2 separate regions of the Sus scrofa genome follow, and region 2 is linked to region 1. The links are chromatin contacts, called in public HiChIP or PLAC-seq maps. All regions are on one chromosome and are shown on one strand. The core of a region is the stretch at or near the end of the contact, and the rest is flanking DNA. Distances in the headings are between cores, read along the strand shown.

Region 1 (2,814 bases), core at 187-2,686:
TGTCTTAAACGTATGTGTATTTAAAATGTAATCCTACAACCCAGCAGAGAGGCATTTTCTTTAATGTTTGCGTCGCTGGGTTTAGCTGTGGTTCCTAAGATATTCACGCTATTAAGTGGGATGTTTTATGTTAGGCAACATAAACACGCATTTCCTACTTCCGTGGATACACGTTTCCCTGAAAGCCATGCACCTGGGGAGGCAGCCCTATTCCGACTCTGAGGCTTTCAACTCTAAGGAGTTATGACTGCACTCACAGCAGAACCACATGGTCACTTCAATGAGAAAGATCCGCTGGCCCCAGGCGCCCCCCTTCAGCCCTCGGCATCTCCAGAAAGGGCAGAGGAGAGCGCTGCTGAGAAAAGGCGACGAGGAAGGACTGACGACAGAGGTGACACTTCCCCACACGACCTAAGGCCATTGCCAGCAAGGGGCACTTGGGAGACGCAGAGGGTGCCCCACCAGCGACCGATCTCAGAGCGCAGCCCTGCGCACCCACTCGAGGAGGACGCGGCGCGGCCACCCGGCTAGTCCTCCGGGGCGAGAGCGGCGCCCGCCTGCCCGCGACCCCGTATGCGGACTCGGCAAGCGACCGCCGCACGCAGTGTAAACAGTCGGCGCCCGCCGCCTCCCCGCCACAGGCTGGATGGGGGGAGGGCCGTCGCGCTCGCGCGGACCCACATTTTTGCGCCTCTGTCACGCGCGTGAGGAAAAGCGACGAGGGTGAAGGGGAGGGAAGTCGCGGCAGCCGTCCGCCGAAAGGGCCGGTGGCGTGCGCGCGAGTGCGCGGCGGGGAGGGCTGCCCCGGCGCCCGCCGCTCACGCCCGCGCCCCGCGCCCGCTTACCTGCCGGGGTCGCTCCGAAGATTCGCACCACCGGCACCTTCTTGACAGGGGCCTGGGTGAGGGGGCATTGGCAGATATCCAGCCCCTGCAGCGGGCTGGCCATGTAGTAGTCGGCAGTCACGATCCTCACTGAGAACATGTTCGCCGCCGCCGCCGCCGCCACCGCCTTCTCTTCACTAGCGACCTGGCAGCGGCGGCTCCTTCCGCAGCGGCGGCCCCACAGCAACGGTGGCGGCGGCGCCCCCTCCCCTCCGCGGCTCGGCCCCCTCCTCTCACACTCCGACAACGCGAGCAGCGGCGGCGGGCGGGGCTGTGTGGCAAGGCGGCCGCCTCCTCAGGAGCACCCGGCGAGGGGCGACAGGAGAGAAGCCCTCACGCTTTCGTCGGTGCTGCTGCTGGTGCTGCCACCACTGCCGCCGCCGCCGGGAATCACACGGGCTCCTCGGTCCCAGGCTGCAGCTCTTGTTGCCATGATGATGATGTCACGGACGCAACCACTGGGGGAGGGGAGAAGGGGGTTGAGTGTGTGGCGAAGGGAGGGCTGTGAGTAGTTGGGGGAGGGGACGCGGCGGGAAAGGGAGGGAGCTGGGCGGGCGCCCGACCGGGACACCCAGGCGGGGGTCGAGAAGGTGGTTTCTCCCCCGCCCTCGGGCAAGCGGCGAGGGAGGAGGCTGCCGTCAAGCTGGGTTCGCGACCGGCTGGGGGGATCGATGACTCGGCCGGTGGGCACGGCCACCTGGGTGAGGGGCCGCGGAGGAGGGGGGGGGGCGGAGCGCCGATGTCATGGATGGGCTCCGAGGGCCTGGCGGGAGGGGGGCGCCAGTGTTCAGGGCCGTTTTGGTGGCGAGGAGGGATTGGCCTGAGCCGCAGTGCTCGCGCTCGCCTCGCCGACCGCCATTTCACATCCTGCAGAGAAGGCGGGGGCAGCCGCGGAAACAGCTTTTTACAAGGTAAGAGAACCCGCCCGCGGGGGGGGCGGGGAGACAAGGCGCAGATCTCGTGCCGCCGCGGCCTCGCGGGAGGGTGAGCGGCTGACACCAACAGCCCTTCTCAGGTAGCGCGGCAGACCCGCGCGTGGCCCGGGGGCGGTGCGAGGGGCGGGCGCCTGAGCGCGGGCTGCGGCCTATAAAAGGGCCGCCCCGGCGCTCCCTCCCGGACGTACGGCGCGAGCCGCCGCGCCCCCTCCTTCGTGGTGCTGCAGTGTCTGCGCCCAGCAGCTTAATGAGATTTATTCACGTTCGGCTATGTTCGGCTTTGCCAGGGGTTGGCAGATCCAGTGCACAGGGATTTCCCACCACGGTGTTTTTCTCCCGCCCCTTTCCTTTCTTCTCGCCTTAGTATCCCCCGCCTAGTTTCCTCCCCGGGGCCGGTAGGCTGCGTCCTGGGCGCGCGCCTGAACATGTACGGACTTGTCATTTCCCGGTGACCTCCCTCCTCCTCTCCCTCTCCTCTCTTCCCCGGCGGAATGTAGGATTAAGAACCTTTCAGCGAAATCTTCGGCCAGGGAAAAAGCCCCTGAAAGTCACTGCGTCAGATGTGGGCTCACAATGTTATTCATTAACAGTTGGTGTGAGGTTTTACTACCCTAAGGCATAAAAGCAAAAGGGAGCGGGCGGGGAAGAACCGTTAGACAAAACAACTTTATCCAGAAAGGAGGGGGGCTAGGGGTGCAGTTGTGAAATCCAGAAAAAAAGGGTAGGAGCAGATGGGGCTGGGTTGGCCATTTTATTGGAACCGTTGGCGTTTTGTCTGACTTGATCCCTAATATTGGGTGTGACCTTGGACAAATAAATTGGTTTCTTGGGGCCTCAGTTTCTTCATCTGTGAAACGAGAGTTCCTCTTAAAAATCCACAAATCTTCCCAACAAAAAGATTTAAGCAGTAGGAGACAGAACCGTGGTTTCAAGTTTGAAATATACCACTTAATTACGACCTTTGACAGTTATATTCAGTTTACCCAAATTAGAGA
Region 2 (2,814 bases), core at 112-2,611, 60 kb after region 1:
AACCCACTGAGTGAGGCCAGTGATCAAACCCGCATTCTCCTGGATACTAGGTGGTTTCGTTTTGGCTGTGCCACAATGGGAAATCTCCTCATTCTATTTTAATTACCTGCTCCCTTGTCTGTGTCTATTGTCCTGGAAGTTCTTTAAGGCTAAGGACTCAGTCTTGGTCTCTAGCACTTACCTCAGTGCCTGGTGTGTTCCAGAACTCATAAAATATTTGTTGAAAATAGAAGAAAGGAAAGAAAAAGACAAAGAGGGAGAAGATAAAATGAGGAAGCTGAAATATATTATCTATCTAGCTTCTTACAGCGAAGACTCTGCAATTCCTTGTTCTTAAATTCCCTCTTTAATGTCAACCTCAATTTTTACAAATTCAAATTTTCTCTGGTAAGAAGTTTCAAGTGGTTACACCAAATTAGAAGAACTATAAATATATATTCATACATGTGATACAATTTTAGGACTCAGATTTAGAGTTCATTTAATGAGCCCAAACTTTATTTTATATATGAGGAAACTGAGGCACAAAGAGATTAAGTTGTCTGCCCAAACCCACCTGGTTAGCGGGAAGACCAAATTTCAGACACTGCCTTGCTCCTTTCGGGCTGCACCCCATGGGCCTGCAAGCCTAGTAACTGCCCAGCCTGAAGCTGAAGAAAGAGCTGGGAGCAACAGAAGCATCGACGGTTTATTGGCTAGCTGGATCTTCCACAAAGGGTCCTGGATCACACCCAACCGTGTGGGCAGGACATAGCTACACTCTTCACTACCTGTGGGAGAAGGAGGCTGCCATTTATAGAGGGAATCTACGTCCAGGAGCTCATCAGTTACCAGGGCTAATTAAGCTCTGTAATTAAGAAGATTGGATAGTCATGTGGATGAAGCAGGGCCAGGTCGAGCAGGGGATGTAGAGAGAGCGAGAGAACAGCCATCTTGAACAGCCCAACTATAGAGCCCCCAGACCAGGATAGCTGGTCTCTAGTCTTCCTTTCTGAAAGAGCTGCTACAAACATGGCTACAAATAGAAGTGACAGATGTTTCCCCTTTTATGTGTTGGTTATATCAATCCACACATTTCTGGCTGTAAATGAAACTTTAAGAAACACCCTTCTCTGTTCCTAGACAAACTAATGAAAATCGGTTCTCTTTTCTTCCAGAAATGTCAGAGGTATTACCATCGTTCATCAGGTGACTCCTGTTAAGTTGTTTGCTAAACAGAGTTGCAGTCATTTGACCTGCTTTCAGCCAGGCTGGGTATCAAGGCTCAACATTCGGATGTTAAGCCATAGGGTAGTGCTGCCATGAGACCAGCTTCTTGGCGAGAAGCCCTGAGGTGCAGATGTAAGGTGACCGAGTGCAGGCTTGAGGCCAGGGCCCAGTGCTCAGTGCCAGAAACCTGAGCCAAACATTGGAACTAATTCCCAGGGAGCTGAATTGGTGTCAATTAAAATTTTAGATGAAAAGATCTTTTGTTTACTCTGAAGAACCACTTCATTTTATAAGCTCATAGGAAAACTAGATGTTTTGCCATTATACTTGGAATGTTTTCCAGAGGCCAAACCTTTAAAAATGAAAAGGAAGAAAGAGGAGGAGGAGAAGAAAAAGACAGTTTTAGATGACTTAAGAAATCAAGAAAATATTTCTTTTTTTTTTTTTGGTCTTTTTACCTTTTCTAGGGCCGCTCCCGTGGCATATGGAGGTTCCCAGACTCGGGGTCAAATCGGAGCTGTAGCCACTGGCCTGCACCAGAGCCACGACAATGTGGGATCCAAGCTGAGTCTGTGACCTACACCACAGCTCACAGCAACGCCGGATCCCTAACCTACTGAGCAAGGCCAGGGACTGAACCCACAACCTCATGGTTCCTAGTCGGATTCGTTAACCACTGTGCCATGACGGGAACTCCAAGAAAACATTTCTTGAAAGCAACATCTTTCATAGATATGCTAACTGGGAACCTTTATTTTTGTGTCTTGAAATATTCTGTGAAAATTGTCAGGTGGTACTGGAGTGAAAGTGGTAGTGATCAAGGTGAAGGCAATGAACCAAACTCTAGACCAATACAGATTTGAATTCACCACCACTTCCTAGCAGCTGACTTGTGTGCTATACTTAAGCACAGAGACTGTGTTACATATTGGGGTTTTCAACCTGACTGTGGTAGAATCATCTGCATGCTTTAAAAAAAAAACCTTCAGAGTTCCTGTTGTGGCACAGTGGAAGCGAATCCGACTAGGAACCATGAAGTTGCAGGTTTAATCCCTGACCTCGCTCAGTGGGTTAAGGATCTGGCGTTGCCGTGAGCTGTGGTATAGGTCACAGACTTGGCTCGGATCCCACGTTGCTGTGGCTGTGGTGTAGGGTGGCAGTTACAGCTCTGATTTGACTCCTAGCCTGGGAACCTCCATATGCCTTGGGTGTGGCCCTAAAAAGACAAAAAATAAATAAAAATTTAAAAAATAAAAATTAAAAAAAAGTCCCTGCCTGGGCCCCAACCCAGACCAATTAAATCAGACTCTCTGGGGTGGGACTCAGGCACAAACAGTTTTGGAATGCTCCTTGGTGACTCTAATGTTACAGACAAATGGCATAGTGATCATAGCTTTGATGCTGGAGTCAGTTGCTTGGGCTCAAACTCCACATATGCCCTTTCATGGAAATTGACCTTGGGCAATTAACCTGATTGAGCCTCAGTGTTCTCATCTGTACAAATGGGGTAGTACAAGTTAAGTGTACGGTTGAGGATTAAGTAATCCATGTGAAATACAGCATAATGCCTGCAACATAGTAAGTATTCAATTATACCTACTAGTT

The links. HiChIP or PLAC-seq counts read pairs in DNA pulled down with a chosen protein or histone mark.
Region 2: a contact with region 1 is called in an H3K27ac HiChIP or PLAC-seq map of skeletal muscle. The contact joins the enhancer-like site here to the promoter of REV3L in region 1. A contact is called at or near these places in 4 of 47 Hi-C or Micro-C datasets (fetal heart ventricle, fetal skeletal muscle and skeletal muscle) and 1 of 2 datasets of contacts at active chromatin or transcription factors (skeletal muscle).

Annotation. Positions count from the first base shown.
Region 1 is chr1:77,399,115-77,401,928 of Sscrofa11.1, forward strand. It overlaps REV3L (DNA polymerase zeta catalytic subunit), which reads right to left and starts at 1,437. Exons shown (of 33, transcript XM_021091241.1): 1 at 846-1,437. LOC102167874 reads left to right here and starts at 983. Exons shown (of 5, transcript XM_021084615.1): 1 at 983-1,282; 2 at 1,423-1,585; 3 at 1,758-1,795. The coding sequence starts at 983. It overlaps LOC110260596 (a long non-coding RNA gene), which reads left to right and starts at 1,804. Exons shown (of 2, transcript XR_002343829.1): 1 at 1,804-1,899.
Region 2 is chr1:77,459,065-77,461,878 of Sscrofa11.1, forward strand. The region is part of intron 3 of LOC102167874; the gene reads left to right. Among named protein-coding and RNA genes, the nearest start is that of REV3L, 60 kb to the left of the region's middle. Within about 2 kb of position 1,362, at least 12 of the 83 cell types and tissues checked have an H3K27ac peak or open chromatin away from gene starts, as enhancers often do. A contact at or near this core is called in fetal skeletal muscle and skeletal muscle, where this site is marked.